Linked DNA regions of Mus musculus: region 1 is linked to region 2. Evidence: chromatin contacts called from public Hi-C data. All regions are on one chromosome and are shown on one strand. The core of a region is the stretch at or near the end of the contact, and the rest is flanking DNA. Distances in the headings are between cores, read along the strand shown. Region 1 has its middle 130 kb from the start of Runx2os3. Region 2 has its middle 35 kb from the start of Runx2os3.

Region 1 (6,955 bases), core at 631-3,130, 170 kb before region 2:
GAACACAGGTCATAGAAGGTCCTTAGACACAGAGCACAGAGGACCTATAGATACAAGTCACAGAAGGCACCCTGGGCACAGATTGCAGAGATCCTATTACAAAGGTCATTGAGGGTTCATGGGCATGGGTCATAGACAGCCCGGTGGGCACAGATCATTGAGAACCTTTGAGTGCAAATCACAAAGTGCCCATGGACACAGGTATAGAGAGCCCATGAGCATAGGTCATAAGGATCCTAGAAACACAGGTGACACTTGCTGTTCTGGAGCCCAGCCCAGGTGAGCATGGAGTGTGCATCTAGAGAGGCATAGAGGCCCCCAACATGAAAATGAATAGCAATGTTAAAGGGCCCCTCATTCCTCTGCACCCTGAAGGCCAGATAGTGAGCAAGACACATAGATGGGGGCTCATAGGAAGCCTATGGTCTACTGAAAATACCGACCTGATTGGTTCACGGGTTAAAGTAAGATGACGTGTCATGTAAGAGACCCAAAGCTGCTAGGGTTTTACTGGTATTGTTTCTGTTACATTCCCCTAAACTGAAAAGTGAGCCACCGCCAACAGATAGCACGGATGCTGGGAGAGAGCACTTTTCCTAATTGGCTGTTTATTCTTTTACCAGAAACCAGGCACTGCTTGCCTCTCATCTTCTATCATGCACTCCCTTCCAAAGTTATTCTCTCTTTGATAGTTTGAGAAAACAGACTTTTGGTTTTGGAACGGGTGCCTTGTTTAATCCTGGTTTTTGCAATCGTGGTAAATCAGAGAGAAGGATATGTCCAGTGGGCAACACAAGAATGTTTTATTTGTGCAAGAAAATGAAAATAAGAGTTTTGGGTTTTTTTGTTTTGTTTTGTTTTGCTTTGCTTTGTTTTGCTTTGCTTTTTGGTTTGTTTTGAGTTGTAGGAATTGAGGTTGCTGGTGCTTTGCTGTTTAACATCTCAAGATGTGTTTTACTTCCAATCTGTTCTGGACTTTATCCAACAAGAACAATGACATTTCTATTAACTAGTACTATTTTAAAGCCGGTTGCCCTACAGGATCTTCCTTAAAGATGGTTTAAAAAAAAGAAGAAGAAGAAGAAGAAGAAGAAGAAGAAGAAGAAGGAGGCATGCTTTGACCAGGAGTTTGAAGTCTGCCTTTATGGGAGGGGGGGGAGGATGCGGGGAGAGGGCAGCGAGATGATAGGGTGTTGGGGAAACTGGAAGAGAGACTCTTTATTCTGGAGTGTTTATTACCAGGACATCCAGTCCTGATCCCAGAATTGACAAAGCCCTGTGTTAACTTAGGAAAATGGAGAAGAGCTGGCTAGACTTCAGAAAAGCATGCAAACAAATTTACAATATGATAGGTTCACGATATTAAATTAAGTATATAGCAATCACAAATCTTTCAACACATTCTGGAGCAATGAAAAAAGACAGAGAGAGAGAGAGAGAAAGAGGCAGAAAAGAGAGGGGAGAAAATGAAAGACCCCCCCCCCAAACCAGCTGAGCCAGTAGTTAAAGCCTTTTTAATTTAACAGACCCCATTTTTTATGGTCTCCAGGACATGCTGCTGGCTTTTTGAGCTGTCACATGATCGCTTATCCAGATGTGAGGGTGGATATCTGGGACAGGACCAGCCAGAAACCGCAGCCCTTTCCTCCAGCTTGTAGCTTGTTACTGTAACTCAACCGTACTCTGCCGGCTACAGAAGCCCTGCATTAATATGTGGTACAACAACAATAACACAGGAGGGGATAAAGTTAACCAAACACTCACAGGAATCTGGAAAAGAGGGGGGGGGGGAAGCTGGGCCAGGGCAGGAGGGAAACAGGGAGGAGAGCCAACTCAGGTTTGTTTGTCAGCTCCACACAACACTGAAAATGAAACCTCCAAGTGTGTGGTGGTCTGAAAACTTCCCCTTTTCTCACCTACTGTGAACAGCTTTTACCCAGGGACAAGACTTCCTGCAGCTTTCTTCAGGAAATTAGCAAATGCCTCTGTTTGGAACTTCAGGTTGCAGGAACCCACAGCAAAGCCAGAAAGGGCCTCAAGAACCACAGAGTGCAGGGCTTCTCCTTCAAAAGAAATTTCTGGAAGCCCAGACCTGGACCACAGAGGGGACAGGAGAGGGAGGGTAAAGAAGCAACTGCTTTCTAGCCTCCCTTTGCACCTTTGCCAGTGACCTTTAGGAGACTCTTTCCCCAAGCTGCCCAGACAGCCTCCAGCAACCCATTAAATTCATTAAGCCTTGAATTTTTTTTTCCATGTGTGAAGTGGCAATGATACAGCCTGCCTAGAGGAGATGCATCCAGGATTAGAGAAAGCCCTGGCCTAATACCTGATCCAAATACTTTCATTTGTTTCTGAATTCATAAACACTGAAAAACCACCTACTATGTGCCACACATTATAGGGCCAGAATTCCTGAAAGTAGGAACTGTACATACAAACAGGGAGTGTCACATGATGACATGATGAATATGTAAACAGGTCAGTGTACACAAAGATGGGCACTACCATGAAAAGGGAAAGAGGAGCAGATCTGCTGGGGAGCCAGGGATATTTGGGGATTAGTATCAAGCATCAAGTATCTCTTGAAAGGTCTCTTTGAAAGACAGCAAGGTTCTGGCTCAGTGGGTGAAGATACTTGCCACCCAGTTTGATGACACGAGTCTCATCCCTCAACAACCATATGGCAGAAGGAGAAAACTGACTACTACAAGTTGTCTTCTGACTTCCACATGCGCACCATGGCACCAAGGCATGTCCTAGGTCACAAAGGAAACCCGTCGGCTCAGATAATTGGTCTGCCCTATGTCTACCCTTGCTGTTGAACCTGACTGGCTCATCAAAATCAATGCTGTGGAATATCTCAGATACGCCTCGCTAGAGATCTCACTCTTCTGCCCAAGGATTGTTTCTGAGGCTTGGTGAGTGTAGTGGTTGAAACTGAGACAACTCTTGGGCCTGTGTCCGTGTGGGAGAGTTCAGATTAGGTTAGTTGAGGTAGGATGCCCCATGATCAGTGCCATCGATGGACTGAGGTTCTAGGTTGAACAAAAAACGATTAAGAGAGTGGAGCAAGCATTCAGATCTCTCTGCTTCCTGCCTAGGAATGCAGTGTGAGCGGTCAGTTTACACTTGTACTGCCATGGGGATGCCATGATTGACTGAACCCTCAAACCACAAGCCAAAATAAACCAACCCTTCCTTCCTTAGCTCTCATTTTGTCTAATATTTTTGCCACAGCAGCAAGGAAAATACCTAAGGCATAGGGCCTGGGACTCATCTCTAACCATTCGGTGAGCCAGGAGCATCGAGCAAATTTCACATGGCTAGTTGGCTGATGGGTTTCCTCCAGCCCATAAAATGAGGAGTTAAGGCAAGTAAGCTCTGTATTTCACACCACTGTGACTCTCACCGAAGGGGCCCACTTGACAGGTAAGAGTGACACATTTATTAATGGTGGGGTTTGTGCTCTTCCTGTCTTGGCTTAGACCCTCACAGTGCCCCGCAGCAGACCCCAGACTGACTTCTTTCCCCAGGTCCCCTGAGCCTGTTGCATATTGAGGAGCCTTTCCCCTCTCCCCTTGAGTGTCAATCCTCCCAAGGCCCTGTGCTCTCCTCGGCTTGCCTTCAGAGCCAGTGCTGAGAAGAGAGATTTATTTCTTCTACTTTCTGTGGAGAGAGCTTCACAGAAGATGTATTGTTCCCAGCTAGATTTTCATCAATGCTGTGGAAGAGGCAGGAAATCTCCTCCCCAGAAATAATGTCAAATGTCTTAGAAGTCATTGACTGAAAACGCATTAAAGAGAAACCTATAACGGGTTCACTTAAGTATCACGCAGGGTATCTATATTTTACATGGAAATGTGACGTGATGCCTACACACATGTTAAGGTAAGTTATCTCAGGGTCAGATGGGCATTTGTAGTAGGATTTCTCTCTCTCCCCCATAATGCACCATGAATTATGCTGCTATTGGTATAACAAGGGTCATAACCAAGAAGAAATAGCTGCCCCGCTGAGGTTTTTCTTTTATACTGAAAATATTCAGATGGGACATGCAACACACGGCTCTTCACTCCCAGCCTCAACTACAGTCATCGAGTTCAGCTTAACATGTTTTTCTTCAGTTTAAGATGAACCAAGAGTCCCCTGACTGTGGTCTCTCCGTTCGATTGGTACCCATAGAACATCTTCTTCTACAAGTATTCTCACATCCACTGTGCTAAGTTCATCTTTACAAACAGAAAGACCCCACTTAGAAATATGAAATTTCACTGGGCATAGAGAGGTGTCAGGGGTCAGGAGACTAAGGCAGCAGGGGCAGCTTGAGCTCAAGGCTAACCTGTGCTACAGTGTGGGACTCTATCTCAAAAAAAAACAAACAAACAAAACAAAACAAAACAAAACAAACCCCCTCAAACAGAAATGGGGTGGGGAAATGGGGGAAGGCAGGGGAGAAGGAGAATTTGTAGAAAGGTCATGCTCCAGTCTTCCCGCTCTTCATTTCTCTAAGATGTAATCTGATCAGCCATTTATTTTATGGGCATATTGGCACATTCTCAACTAGTCTAATAATTAAAAAACATGACCATCTTCAGCTCTGACACTGGTACGTTCAAGTAGCTTCTCTATATTTCTGGGCTCTGCTCGTTCTCCCTGGCTGGTTGTCCAGCTGGTTTTGATCATCTCTTCTCTTGGGGAGAGACAGCACGAGGGAGGCAGAGATGAGGGTCTGATTCCTTTCTAGAGGTTGAGCTTGGACCTGTCCGTGAGTTCCAGAACCGTTGTTGTTGTTGTCACTTTCGAGACAGTGAGTTGTTATGACACACGTGGTGGGAAGCAGTTCTGCAAACAGATGGTATTTAATAGTTGCACACGTGTCACTGTCACCCTGCACATCCCCTTTTCACCCATAGCTGATGGAGGAGTTCAGTGATGGAAATCCATTCACAGGGAATACTGGTCCCTTAGAGAATTATTCTAGGCCACTCATGTGGCTCATGGGAAACCAGTTTATGCATTCAGCAGGCCTTCTGTGTTCTCTTCCATTCTGTTCTCTTTCTTTTAGGTATTTGGGGCTTCCTTCCTCTGTTGGAGTTATAGCAGGAGCAATTTTGAGGCAACCATTCCATGAAGACTTTCAACTCACATCCCACTATCACCTACTGGTTTTCCTCAAATAAGTGACTTGCTCCCATCATTTCTCAGGATCACATCCATGTCTAGTCTTGGAATGGCCACATTTGAGTCAGGTTTTAGGCCTTTTCACGGGAGCAGAGAGACTCTTAAGGCAAGGCAAGGAAGGAAGCAGACATTTTCCTTCCCACCCCAGAGCCCTTCCAGTTATGTGTCTCCTAGGAGTTTCCCCAGCTCTTTGTGCAGGGCCTTATATCCTCATTGAAACAAGCCTCCTGCTTGACCCCATATGTCTAACCCAGGGGTCAGCCCCCCAAGCCTAAGTCTTGGGGCATCTAGGCAGTCTGCAAGTAGGCAGAGCACAAGCTTGCTGCCTGGGCAGCTTTGTGAGCCTGGCAGTTGGAAAACCATCCGGATCTGCCTTGTCCTGAATAAGCGTGACATGAGGTCCGAGAGCAGAGGAAGGAGGAAGAACCAGGCAGATCCGTGTGAAATCCCATGGTTTCAGTTCACAGGGACTTGGGGCGACTCCTTTCAGTTTCAATGAACACGGCTCTCCTTCCTTGAAGGAGAAGTTCTGACTTTTAGGCTGAAAGCAGATAAACGGAGCCTAAACCACAAGTCTTGATGTACTTTCAGGATGAGTAAAGGATGAGAAAAAGGGTAGCCAGGCTCTGCCCAGCTGCGTTCCCAGGCTGGCCCTGGTCCCCCTCCAGCATTCTGTAAGTCCTCTTTAGCTCTCTGCCCAACCGGAGTCCAGCTGAAGTGGGACCCACACAACCTCTGTGTAGCTTATCCCAGAGGTTCAACCTAGGGGAACAAAACCTGAGGGGGATGATCAGGGCCTATTGTTCAAAGACCAGATATTGCCCTAACAATGACGGTGATCAACAGGGAGTCCAAATTGAACCTGAGTCCCTGACTATCTGTACAATCTTGAAAGGTGATTGTTGAATTCTTGATGTGTTAATGACTTTTAAACATTCCTATTGCTTGTCTTGCTCACTCAAATCATACTGTCTCTAGTGTACTGGTTAACGCCACAAGTTTAATAGAGACTTCTGTTACTAAGCCAGGCCCCACAGATGTGCAGAGGGGTTTTCCAAAAAGTTAATAAGGGGTAATTAAAAATTGGAGGTAGGGTCCAAGTGAGATGGCTGGATAATTAAAGGTGTTTGCTTGCTTGCCACCAAACCTGATGACCTAAGTTTGATCCCTGGGTCCCATATAGTGGAAGGAAAGAACCAACTCTTACATGTTGTGCTCTGGCCTCCATATATGCCATAGAATATGTGCAATGCACATGCATGAACGTATGCACACACAGGCAACTAATAAATATAACTTGTGTGTGCCTCTGTGGGTTCATATGCACCCCATGTGTGCAGGAGCCCTTGGAGCTAGAGTTACATGTGGTCATAAGCCACCGTGTGAGTGCTGGGAACTGAGCTGAGGTTGTCTGGAAGAGCAGGTAGTTCTCTTAACTGCTAAGCCATCTCTCCATCCCTATTATAATTTTTTAAAGGAAAGAATTGAATGTTTGGGAGAATGAGAAGGATGCTAAACACTTGAGGGCCCAGATGAGAAAAGGAAGAAACACTGGAGTCCTGGTGTGCCTGAAAGACATGAAAGGATTGTGGGCTGGGGGATTATGTGGCAGCGAGCGCAGCCACCGTCAAGCAGCACTGCAGAGCTTGACTGCAGAGCAGACACCTCCTTGCAGGACCACCCTCAGCATCTCTGCAGCAAGCCATGAGATGGTCTTTCAGCCAAAATGACATCTTCAGCTCTATCTCAACTGAGAGACAGGAGTCACCGGAAG
Region 2 (6,201 bases), core at 3,406-5,905:
AGTGGGTACCAGTTTAGCTTTAGATCTAAGGTGGCAAAGAATGATGGATCCTGATGAGGCTCAAACGCAAAGTCTTTCCCGGGTGAGCTGGTACCTCTGTGGCCCTTGGATCATGTCTCTGTCATGCCACCTGCTGTGCATGGAGAAGTGTCACTATCTGTCCCTAGGGGAAGATGAGGTGATCTTCATGACTCTAGGGGCAGAGGCATGTCTCGTTCATGTTCCTATCTATCACGTCTAGTAAGTGCTTAGTCAGTATTTGAGCTTACTGTAATAAAAATGTAGCCCTTCATTCCCTAAGGTCAGACTAGGTTAGGGAATTGAGATAGAAAGCAATGGTCACTCTTTCCTCATGCTAGGGATAGGGTAGAGCTGGGTTCCTCCTCTCCTCCCCATTCCACCTCCTTCCCTGCAACACAGAAGCACTTGAATTGGTTAGCATTTGACACAACCATAGTATGTCTGTCATTGAATTAAGAGGGGAGGTCCTATGATGAATTTCATTGTAACTTCTGATGACAACATCAGAAGTTACAATGAGCTCTCATTGACCTATTCGCTTATAGTTTTAGTCCCCTGCTTCTTAGATTGAAAAGACAGAGATTGAAGGTCATATGTCATGCAAACAGAAAAGGAAAAAGAAAAAGGTACAAGCAAGTGTCATGATACTGGACAGTGTGGCCCCACCCTGCCAACTGGCACGTAATGTAACACAAGAGTCTTCATAGCAAGGCCAACAAAACTGCCCTAGGCACTGGACAAACTCATATCCACTATGAGAAAATCAGCCAATGGATGTATTGCCGATGAATATGAAAGCCCTGTCCAGCGATGAATGGCTTCAACTGCCTCATACTGAATTTTCACCCGCTACGTCAGAGCTGGCAAGCTAACTTCACCCTGCTTTTGAAAGGGCAATGTTCGGTCTTTAAGATGGTTAGGTGTCTGCAGCATTGAGATATAAAATCTGTGTGCTGGGAAGAACACAAGAAAGTTTCAATGGCTCTGTCTGACTCAGTTTGTAGCAAATGGAAATACAGTGCATGAAACTGAGAGAAGATAGGATGACAGGATGCTTCTGTTACAAAGGTGAGAGAGTCCAGGAGCTTCATGGAAAGAGACCCCAGAAGCCCTGCTTTCCAGTCCTGTACCCACAGGGTGTGATCTTGCAGAAATGATTTCCCGCCTCTTAGGGGTTTCATTTCCGCTTCCTCTACAAAATGACCATGATTCCAGTGCGGTGGGAAACAATGGGGCCCATTCTCTCTGACATTTGACAGACTCTAGCTGGCTCTTAAAAGTCCCCATTTTAAAAGCCAATTGGAGTCTATAGGTGAATGTTGTATGGCCCCTCAACAAACCATCTGGCAGGCAATGTAATATTGTCCATGCTTAAGGAGAGGGTCAAGAGAGGTGAAGTGGCTGGTTCAAGGCCATGTATCTAGTAAGCAGGGGTTAAAGACCTGGAACCCACATCGTTCCATGGGCTCCTGCTGTTCCTTTTCCACACACCCTCGACTCCCTGAGGCAGAGCTGGCTGTGAAGCTACTGGGACAGAAAGGAGAAAATAGCTGAGGCTTCTTCTGTCTGAAACACCAAGCCACACATACATGTGGTGGGAATGAAAGTGTGCGATGACAAATGCTACTACCTACCTTACAAACACTCAGTGTCGCCGGGAATGAGAAAAGGAATGGAAATGGCCATAAATCAGAGCTACCTGGATTCTCTCTACAAACCAATGGTGAATGTTTTTAGCTCCCCTGCCGTGTGTGTGTGTGTGTGTGTGTGTGTGTGTGTGTGTGTGTGTGTGTTTGCAAGTATGTGGAGTACGTGGGTGCTTGCAGGGGACACACATGTGTAATGTGTGTGGGTATGCACTAGCAGTACATGGAGGTCAGGGATTCATGTTAGATGTCTTCTTCAGTTGCTCTCCATGTCTCTCCTAAGGCAGCTTCCCTTGGAACCCAGAGTCCATCAATCGTGCTAGTCTGAACAAGCCAGCTAGCCTTACTGATCACCATGACTGTCTCTTGAGCACTGAGATTCCAGGTGGCTGCCACACCGGCTTTTACATGGCTTCTGGTAAATCTGTTCTCTCTTTATCCATTGAGCGGTCTCTCCAACCCCTGTATCTAACGTTTTATAACCTTCAGTTTGGCACATTTTGATTGGCTTTAGGATAAATAAATGAGTGAGCAAACCCTCTGAGATGAGTCCAGGTGAACAGGAAGATTCCTCTGTAGCTTTCTATTGCTGGCTGCTGGCAGCCATCTTGAATACTATTCTAGCTAGAGCTAGGAGATGAATGAAGATTTACTGAAACCCAGAGAGAGAGAGAGAGAGAGAGAGAGGGAGAGAGAGAGAGAAGTCATTTTGATCATCCTGGCTTCTCATCATAAATCTTAAGTCCATATGAAGTAGATGTTAGACAGTTGTCTGGAAACTGTTTTAAGATGCTCAGGGAGAGAGAGGACCTCCACTATGTTCAAAGGAAGCACTTCTGTCTCATCCCTGGGCTTCCCCAGACACCCCACACTCTGGTGCAAAACTTAGTGCACCCCAGGGGTTCCATTGCTGGCTGTAGTGCCGGCCCTAGATCATCTAGATCATCACTGCACTGTCCTAGAGACTTAGAAAGGGGCACCAGGTGCGATTCCCTTCGGCAGGTGCGGGGGTGGGAAGGGGGCACAGTCACTCATTGGAGAGAGTTGGAATTGATTGACAGGGATTTCTTGGCTGTGGCCTTTCTCTTTCCTGTTAAATGAGTCCAACAACTGCCAAATGGAGTTCAAGAATACTTTTTTTTTTTTTTTTTTTTTTTTTTTTTTTGCCAGTAGCGGTGTTTATATGAAACTAAATGGAAAACCTTGGAAGAGACCACAGATAGCTGGGGTCAAATTAGGGCCAAAATCTCCGTTGTTCTGAAAGCGTGGATGTGCTTAATATTTCTGGCCAGTGTGATGTGAGGGCTCTGTGCTGCTTAGGGACGGTGCCTATGGTAAGAGGCCTGCTGCAAAAGTAGTTTTCATGTTTGATAGGGGGAAAAAGATGCAAGGGATTTGAATCAGGGATTTATTAGCTCAGGGGTGAAGTGCATGCCTAGCAAGCAGAAGGCTTTGGGGTTGGTCCCTACCACTACACATACATACAAGAAAAAGAAAAAGAAAAAGAAAAAGAAAAAGAAAAAGAAAAAGAAAAAGAAAGAGAAAAAAAAGGAAAAGGAAAGGGGGAAAAAGGGTTCAAATTCTATAGAAAACTATCACTTTCAGATGTTTTAAATGTTAAAATTGTACATAAAAAAAAAATCCCACTTGTGGCTCTGGCTTTATTGTGATTCAAACTAATTGAAAGTTTTTCGTATGCTTTTTAAAATAATCATCTTAATTATCATGAGTAATAATAGGTACCCTCTATTTTACACCTATTACGTGCCAGACACCTTGCAGGGCATTTTCGTATCTCGTTAATTCATTTGCTTCGCATAGCCTCCATTATATAGATGAGAAAGGAGATTGTGTGCAAATCCGGGACTTAGGAGCGCTGCCTTTGCAATCAGGCAGATCTAGGCTTGAGACTTAATAGCCCTGTAACCTGGGACAAGTCTGAACCCCAGCTTCCTATCAGTGAAGTTGGGAAGAGAAACACTGTAACCTCTTCAGGGGGCCGCTGGGAAAACTGAGATAAAACAAAAGAAACATTACAAAAAGTAGCAGGTGCCCACGGCATTCTGTGACCACTACTAGATCTGACTTACTGCAGAGAGATTGAAGCAACGGCTTTCAAAGCCATCCAAGAGAAGAGCATCTTAGATCACCAAGCTCTCTCTCCCCCGGGTACCATCTGGGCTACCTGGATGTCAAGTACAGCATAGGAGGAAAAGGTCTGGGAGCTCTTTCTGCACCAAATGGCAAGAATGGATGTTGATAAAAGGATGCTTAGGGATATTGAGTATGAAGTAAACAGGAAAAACAACAAAGTACACTGAAGGTGATTGTTGGAATGAGTCTCCCATATGGCCCTGGGAGCCAAATCCCATAGACCCCTACCACGGGCACCTCAGTCTCCCAGAAATAATAGCAGGGTAGCCCGAGTCCTCTCAGAACAAGAAGCTCTATACTATCTCTGATAGGTCATTGGGAAAGAAGAAAGCCTGTTGCAAATGGCTCATATGCTAAAACAAAATAGAATCTGACAGATTGATGGGCTCTGACAGGGGGAAGAAGGAGTCAGAAAGATGGAACAAAGATGCCATTTTAAAAAATTGGCTCGTGGTCAGGATTTTACTATTTTCTATGGCAAAGGAGCCAGTGAAAAGTTCCTCCTACTGATGAATATTTTTTTCTACAGTCATTCAAAGTCAAAGGGACCAGAGCTTTGGACCCTCCCTCTGGAGGAACCTGGAGCCTGTCCTCTGGATAATTCAGAACAGGGCTGCATGGCAAAGCAAGAGGCTTCAGGGTCCCAGTAAGCAGCCGGACGGGGAGCAGGCGCAGGGGGGACACATTGTGTTTTCAGCTCAGATTCTGTGATCTTTCTGCCAAACAGGGGTTTACAAAGCAAAAGCTTCCAGAGAATTCTCATAGTTGCTGGCTTATTCTCTTGGTGTTCTTCTTAACAGGAATCAGCTGTTTGCATTCTCGCTCATCCAGCCTGTCACTGGGGAGCAGTTAGCATCTGGTCTGGCTATTATTAAAAATAAGAACATCCCGCTCTGTCGGGAGAACAGTACCCCGGTAATAAAAGGACAGAGATCATTTGCATTTGGAATCAGAGATGTGGCTCATGCAGGGTCTGTCCTTCCTCCCTCTTCCTAAAGTCTCCACCATGGGTCTCCCTCTCCTGAAACAGAGAGGCTGGGCTTATGTTCCCTTTCCTGAGGAGGCAGGAACCTCTAGTCCTGAGCTCCAGAGTGATAAATCTGAAGCACTAGCCTTTTTTTTCTTTCTTTCTTTCTTTCTTTCTTTTTAACAACTGCGGAAATGAAAAAGTAAACAAGACTTGAGCTGTGCTGGTATTTAAAAGAACTAGCTTTTGTTGTTGTTTTTGTCTTTTTCTGCTTTTGAGCACTGGACTAGGAGCCTGAAGGAACCATATAATTTATTTATTTATATATGTATATATATATATATGTGTGTGTGTGTGTGTGTGTGTGTGTGTGTGTGTGTGTGTGTATGATCCTTGAGAGGTTTTATTAGCCAATAAAAAGCCCTAGTTCCTATTAACCACTTAACTCCTTGGTCAGATTCAGCACTTGCTCCCTCCTTAGAGACTTCTCTGCCTCCCATGGCTCAGAACTGCAAACTGATCCCACCAGCCAATTTCTGCACCACCTGTTCTAGAAGATTCCAGTGAGAATCCTCTTCCGTGGTCATCTTAGAATTTCTCCTCTGCCAATGCCCCAAGGACAATATGGTCATAGCCAGACACATTTTCTCTGCCCAGAGACTGCCACCTTCTCCCCCGCCAAAGTTTCCTCAACCCCTGCCAAAGGGGCAAAGCCATCATGACCCTCATGGTCTATAATCTTAAATATTGAATTCCAATGGAAAAGTTAGGCCGAAGGTTAGACCAGTAGAGGCCAAGAGCCCATGTCTTTTTGGGAGGCAGAACAATGAGGAGAACCCAGAGACAGAAAGTGAAACTAGTCAGTTGCTTGACTGGCTGAAAAGGATGGTGTTCCAAAACCAGGCAGTGACTTGACTGAGGGAAGAGAGGATGACAGAGGGAGACATTTAAAGCCTTAAACCATTTCATCAGGACCCCTGCCCCTGTAAGTTCGGTGCTGCATGGGTTTGTTGTTGTTGTTGTTGTTGTTGTTGTTGTTGGGTTTTTTTGGGGGGGGTTGGTTTTTTATTGTTGTTGGGGTTTTGTTTGTTTGTGGGGTTTTTTGGTTGGTTGGTTTAAAATAACATATCTGTAGTATGGTTAAATCAACCCATTGTGAGATTCTACTTTGGAAGCTCTTGGAACCCCTACCTAACACACCATCTCTAAGTGCACTATGTCTGAGCTCTGCTCTTCTCTACCCTTCCCCCACATTCAGGCTAACTCTAGTACTTCTGACACCGTAGAAGTTTCCTAAGACCTGTAGAATACAAAGCCACATGAAGACTGGTTGTATTTTTGTTCTGGTCCTAACTCGTCACATTCCTTTGTCACTTTGTCTTCCAGCAGAATTTTGTTGAGAGAGAAGGGGGG

The links. A called contact is a pair of places that touch in the nucleus more often than the background predicts.
Region 1: a contact with region 2 is called in a Hi-C map of uterus, with 4 times the contacts expected there. The contact joins two enhancer-like sites. A contact is called at or near these places in 4 of 484 Hi-C or Micro-C datasets (granulocyte-monocyte progenitors, nephron progenitors and uterus) and 1 of 115 datasets of contacts at active chromatin or transcription factors (embryonic stem cells).

Annotation. Positions count from the first base shown.
Region 1 is chr17:44,431,076-44,438,030 of GRCm38.p6, forward strand. No RefSeq gene overlaps it. Among named protein-coding and RNA genes, the nearest start is that of Runx2os3, 130 kb to the right of the region's middle. Within about 2 kb of position 1,881, at least 93 of the 459 cell types and tissues checked have an H3K27ac peak or open chromatin away from gene starts, as enhancers often do. A contact at or near this core is called in uterus, where this site is marked.
Region 2 is chr17:44,593,651-44,599,851 of GRCm38.p6, forward strand. It overlaps a transcript of Runx2 not described here. Among named protein-coding and RNA genes, the nearest start is that of Runx2os3, 35 kb to the left of the region's middle. Within about 2 kb of position 4,656, at least 34 of the 459 cell types and tissues checked have an H3K27ac peak or open chromatin away from gene starts, as enhancers often do. A contact at or near this core is called in uterus, where this site is marked.